Regions from separate parts of the Mus musculus genome. Here region 2 is linked to region 1. The links are chromatin contacts, called in public promoter capture Hi-C maps. All regions are on one chromosome and are shown on one strand. Each heading gives the region's core, a stretch centred on a gene start, on an enhancer-like site or on the middle of the called end of the contact. The rest is flanking DNA. Distances are from core to core; before and after follow the strand shown. Region 1 holds the start of Zfp553 (zinc finger protein 553). Region 2 holds the start of Kif22 (kinesin family member 22).

The links. Promoter capture Hi-C pulls out the DNA fragments that hold promoters and counts their contacts.
Region 2: a contact with region 1 is called in a promoter capture Hi-C map of macrophages, with 5 read pairs. The contact joins the promoter of Kif22 here to the promoter of Zfp553 in region 1. A contact is called at or near these places in 5 of 39 promoter capture datasets (cranial neural crest, liver, macrophages and 2 more), 2 of 484 Hi-C or Micro-C datasets (CD8 T cells and bone marrow-derived macrophages), 4 of 115 datasets of contacts at active chromatin or transcription factors (bone marrow-derived macrophages, embryonic stem cells, fetal liver and 1 more) and 4 of 9 other capture datasets (adipose tissue, liver, macrophages and 1 more).

Annotation. Positions count from the first base shown.
Region 1 is chr7:127,231,809-127,234,313 of GRCm38.p6, forward strand. It overlaps Zfp553 (zinc finger protein 553), which reads left to right and starts at 1,253. Exons shown (of 2, transcript NM_146201.2): 1 at 1,253-1,678. Gm4532 (predicted gene 4532) reads right to left here and starts at 1,322. Exons shown (of 1, transcript NR_030674.1): 1 at 610-1,322. It also overlaps a transcript of Septin1 not described here.
Region 2 is chr7:127,041,168-127,043,672 of GRCm38.p6, forward strand. Kif22 (kinesin family member 22) reads right to left here and starts at 1,253. Exons shown (of 14, transcript NM_145588.1): 1 at 1,177-1,253. The coding sequence starts at 1,234.

The sequences.
Region 1 (2,505 bases), core at 3-2,502:
CCAGTTTGGACCCCCCCAACCCCCTCGAGCTATAAAACCCTTATTTTTCCCTAGTTCAATACTGACCTTTGAATCCATCTTAGGGGCAGGCATCTCGTGTAGAAGAGTAACAAAGCTTGCTTTAATTGGGCATGATAATTTGGGTCAGTGGTCTTTCTCCTCCCTGCTTTGGGATTAACAGGACCAACCAATTTTTTTTTTTAAGTTAGTTAGAATTTTTAAAATTTGGGGGGCACATTGCACCAGTGCATGTGGAGGTCACAGGACAACGTGCACTCTCCTTTCCACCACACAGGTTCCCTGGAGAGAACTCAGGTTGTCAAGCTTGCGGACAATCCCCTTTTCCCACTGAGGCATGCCACTGGCCCAGTTCTCCACGCCTTGTATGATTTTTTTTAAAAAAACTGACCGCACTCTAGCCGGGCGTGGTGGCGCACGCCTTTAATCCCAGCACTCGGGAGGCAGAGGCAGGTGGATTTCTGAGTTTGAGGCCAGCCTGGTCTACAAAGTGAGTTCCAGGACAGCCAGGGCTATACAGAGAAACCCGGTCTCGAAAAAACAAAACAAAAAACCCCACAAAAACTGACCGCACTCAAGGGACAGACGATGCATGGTTTAACTTTATCTCTAACTTCTGCTTTATTGACAAATCTAATATAATACAAATAACATTATGTACTGCTAAAACATAACGAATTAATAAAAACCCCGTTAGCACTCGCTTTAGTGGCAGGACGGAAGCCTCTGGGTACTCACCTCTATAAAGGAAAACCTGCCTACAACATAAGATGCCGGGGTTATGCTTCTAGGGCCTGGATCCTTTGGAACGTGACTCCAGCAAGATGGAGGCAGGGTTTATTCTTCAGTCCCTCCCTGGGCTTGGCCTTTGCAAAGCCTTTCTTTGTTTTTCTACCTTTGTCTCCGCCTGTCGTCCTTTGTTCTGTCTCCCGCCCGTTTCTCTCCAGGCTCTCCGCCTCTTAGGGCCCCTGATTCCATTAGGGTGACTTGACGGTTCTTATCTGTTTCTACATCTCTTTGTCTCTGGTACCCAGTCTCTAGGTCCTGTCCCCGAGCATCGTCTCTCGCCGACAGTGCCCCGACTCGTGACTCTCAGGCTAGAACTTGGCAGGCTCCAGCTCGACCTGCCTGCCCCGGCCCAGCCCCCACTCCGAGCTGGGCTTTGTTTCCCCCGCCTCGGCGCCCCGCCCCGCCCGCCGGCTCTCTGTTTCCCTTTGTCTGCCACTCCATTCCTGGGCTCCTTCCTGGTTGTCCCGCGCGGGCAGTCCGGCTCCGCCGTGCCAGCTGTCCATCCGAGGAGGCACGCCGCTAGCGCCGCAGGGCACGGCTAGAACTGGTCCACGCCGCCGCCGCCGCCGCCGAGCCCGCGGCTCCTCCGGGTCCTAGAGCAGCTCGCCGAGGCCCGTGCTTCCGCTTCCCGTCCCGCCCAGCGGCGCCCGGGACGTGGGCCGAGCCCCCTCCTGGCGTGGCGTGGAGCCCGTACCCGTGCGGCTGGCTGCTGGGTTCCTGTTGTACCGAGGGGAACGGGGCGGCAGGTGCCCTCGGACTCACCGGGGCCGCGTCCCGGTCGTGGGCCGACGGTGCAGCGCGCTGCACAGCCCTGGGGCGCCGAGCTTCGCGGTACAGAGGACTTGAAAGCGGCTGAGAGCCATCGGTACAGGTGAGGGCGGCGGTCCGCATCGCACAGGAAGGTAATGGATGCTTGGGGACCCAGGGCCCAGGAAAGTCGGACGTGGGCGAAGGGGCAGCAAAATCCGAAGGGAAGAAGCCAACACCTACTGTGTGCCAGGCCGTGAGGGGCATCCTCCCTAACGCTCTCCCCTCCCCCTTCACTCAGCCCTACTGCAGGCCTCCAGGCTCAATTGTAATCTCTGGTGCTCTTTCTCTGCATGCGTTCTGCTGTAAATCCAGCTCTAATACTGGCTGCCTTCTCAAAACCTTCCCTGGCTTTCTTATTTTTATTAATTTAAAAGCTCTAGTGTTAAGTACAGACCTTGCGTGCTCAGAGTAGTCTCAGTATCCTTTTCCAAATAACCGCGTTCCTTTCCGTTGTTTTTGCTGCAGAGTAATGCCGGTCCTTGACTTATCTCTTGCCTCTTGTGGCAGCAGGTTTATTCCGAACCCGCAGTTACAATCATTGCTACTTTGTTTTTTCTCTCCTACACCCCATATCTGTTTATCTGTAGGGAAGTAAGTTTATACAAGATCGTAGAAGTTACCAGGATAGAGCCAATGGAGTGGAGAATTCAGATCCAGTCTGGGCAGTACAGTAAGACAGTCTCAAAAACTGGAGGAAAAAAAAGAAAAAAAAAAAACCCACAGAAATTCGATCAAAAGACCATATACTAGGTTTTCTAAATTGAAATACTGTAATATAACACAGGCTTGAGTAGATAGTTAGAAACTCGGCCCAGGGTAGGGTTTCCTCCAAGTAGGAAACACTTCTCTCAAACCCGATGGCATTCAGTGCTGGGATGATTTATGGGA
Region 2 (2,505 bases), core at 3-2,502, 190 kb before region 1:
AATAAAGATTTCTCAAAATACCCAAAGGTTTGTTTCAGATTCTACACTACAAGTTTATGCTTTTCTACCAATGTATTTCCTCATACTACATTTGTTTATGGGACTATTTGAAAATGATTGTAATTTCTTGGAAAGGGCTAACAGTCTTTCAGCACTTTAACGTTTACTACATACCAAGCACCCTGGGTCTCAGAGTCTGTATTCGGACATAACTGTCAAGGGCAGAGGCATTACAGTGTAACTACCTGAGTGTGAATTTAGATTCCCAATATTTACTAGTTGTGCTATCTTGAAGAAGCTATCTACCCCATTTATGCCTGCTTCCTCTTGTCAAAACACAAGTACAGGGGGCTGGTGAGCCTTAGAAATTGAGTGCCTATTAGTTTTCTAGAGGTTCTGAGTTTGGTTCCCAGGGTCCACATCTGGTGGCTCACAGCTGCCAGTAACTCCAGCTTTAGAGGGTCCAACACTTCTGGCTTCTGCGGAGATCCACACATAGGTGGCACACATTGATAAAATTAAAGCTTTTTGTTAAAGACAGGGCATTAACAGTCATGACCTCAGAGCTCTGTACAACATTAAACGGTTCATCACAAAATGCTTGCAGCACTGCCTGGCTGAGGCGTTCTCCTAAAGGTCTGCCTCCCCCAAAGCCAAACAAACAGGCCAGATTTCGGCCTATAGAAAGAGGAAAGACACGCATACGCAAATCGTCTTAGGAAAGATTTGGAATCTCCTGGCAGCCAGCCTTTTCACCAGGAAAACAGCATCCGGTTCCAAGGCTGGAGGGAAAGGATTTTCCTTTGCCGTGTGATCTCACACAGCCTTCAGTCGGAGTGGGATCTCTGAACAGACAGACAGACAGACAGACAGATAAAGAGGCTCTTCGCTGCTCAGTCTTTACAGACGGGTGGCTGCCCGGCTTTACAGATGACACAAATTGAAGCGCACACATTAGCGCTCAGGCTCTAGACAGGAGCTGGAGCCTCGGCAGGGTCTCAACCCCCTCTACACCGCCGAAGGCAGCGAATAGAGGACAGGGTGCGGTGGCGCCCACCTCCACGCCCGCCAGCCAGCGTCCCCTCGCCCTTCCGCCCCGCGCCGGCTGGATTTTCCGGGACCACTGCTACTCTGTAAGTCTCACGCAGTGGTGCTCCCTCCTCCCGGCCCGCGTACCTGAGGTGGCCGACGCCATCTCCCGTCGCTGCGGACACGTCTTAGCCCTTAAGCTCATAGCCTTCCCTTCTTCGGCCCGCTTCTCTCTTTTGAATTACCGGGGCCCCGCCTCCCTCTCAGATTCGACCAATCGCAGCTACGTGCCGCCGGAAGTTTCGGTTCTAATTTACCGTAATTCCGCCGTCTCGGGCTCACTTCCGGTCTCGAAAGCAAAATATTCCCAGGGATAGGGCCCTGGAGTCTGTCACTAAATGGTCAGTAACTGAGGTCCCTGCACTTTCAGGCTTTTGAATTGCCAGGTTGGAATTGGCTAAATGCAGACTTTCGCCCGACTTTTCCTTCTCAGCTTTTCTTCTGAAAGCACTTGATTGATTCTATATTCAAAGTTCCCAGCTCTGAATACAATTTTTGCCTTTTGGAGCGGACAGAATCTCTTTGTAGCCCTGGCTGTCCTGGTGTGAGAAGGCAAAAAGTTCCTCTTTGAACTTGACTCCCCCACCACCACCCCTTTTTTTTTTCTTACTGTGGGAAAGTTCCCAGCCCTGTTTTAGAATCTTGGGACAAAATGCCCCCAGCTAATTGCATGCGTTTGGCTTCTGTTAAACTGCTTGCTTTCCTTTGCCCTGCAACTGCCAAACAGGATGTAGTTTTTGTGTGCTCTTTACCTTTAAAAGCTTCTGTAAAATGCAGTTGAGACTGCTTTGTGAGGAGTTTCTTTCCAGGAATTTTCTAGCGACTTAATACAGATTGTCAAACCAGACTTTGGTGGTCTTTGGGTCTCTAACTAGCAACATTGTAACTCACTATGTAGACCAGGCTGGGTTTAAACTAACAAAGACCTGCGCTCTTCTGCCCTGGAAGCTGCAACACTTTGCCATCTAACCATGAAGGACCACAGTGAGACAGATTATCTTTAGGTAGCCCTGGCTGTCCCAGAATGGTGTAGACTAAACTGGACTCAAACTCACAGAGACCTGTCTGTCTTTGCCTTCCTGGTGCTGGGACTAAAGACAGGAATCAAAGTTGTGTGTCACTACACCCAGCTAAATTCAAAGATATTGACTAGCACAATTTACAGGTCTAGAATGAGACGGCATTTCACACAATCAAGAACTGATTGGTCACAGTCTAGTGACTTAAGGTTAACTTCATTACCATGGAAATGGAAACTGGACTGTTTGACATTTTGGTTATTACTTCTAAATTCTTTTTTTTTTTTTTTCCTTTCTTTTTCTTCTTCGAGACAGGATTTCCTCTGTATAGCCCTGGCTGTCCTGAAACTCACTCTGTAGACCAGGCTGACCTTGAACTCAGAAATCTGCCTGCTTC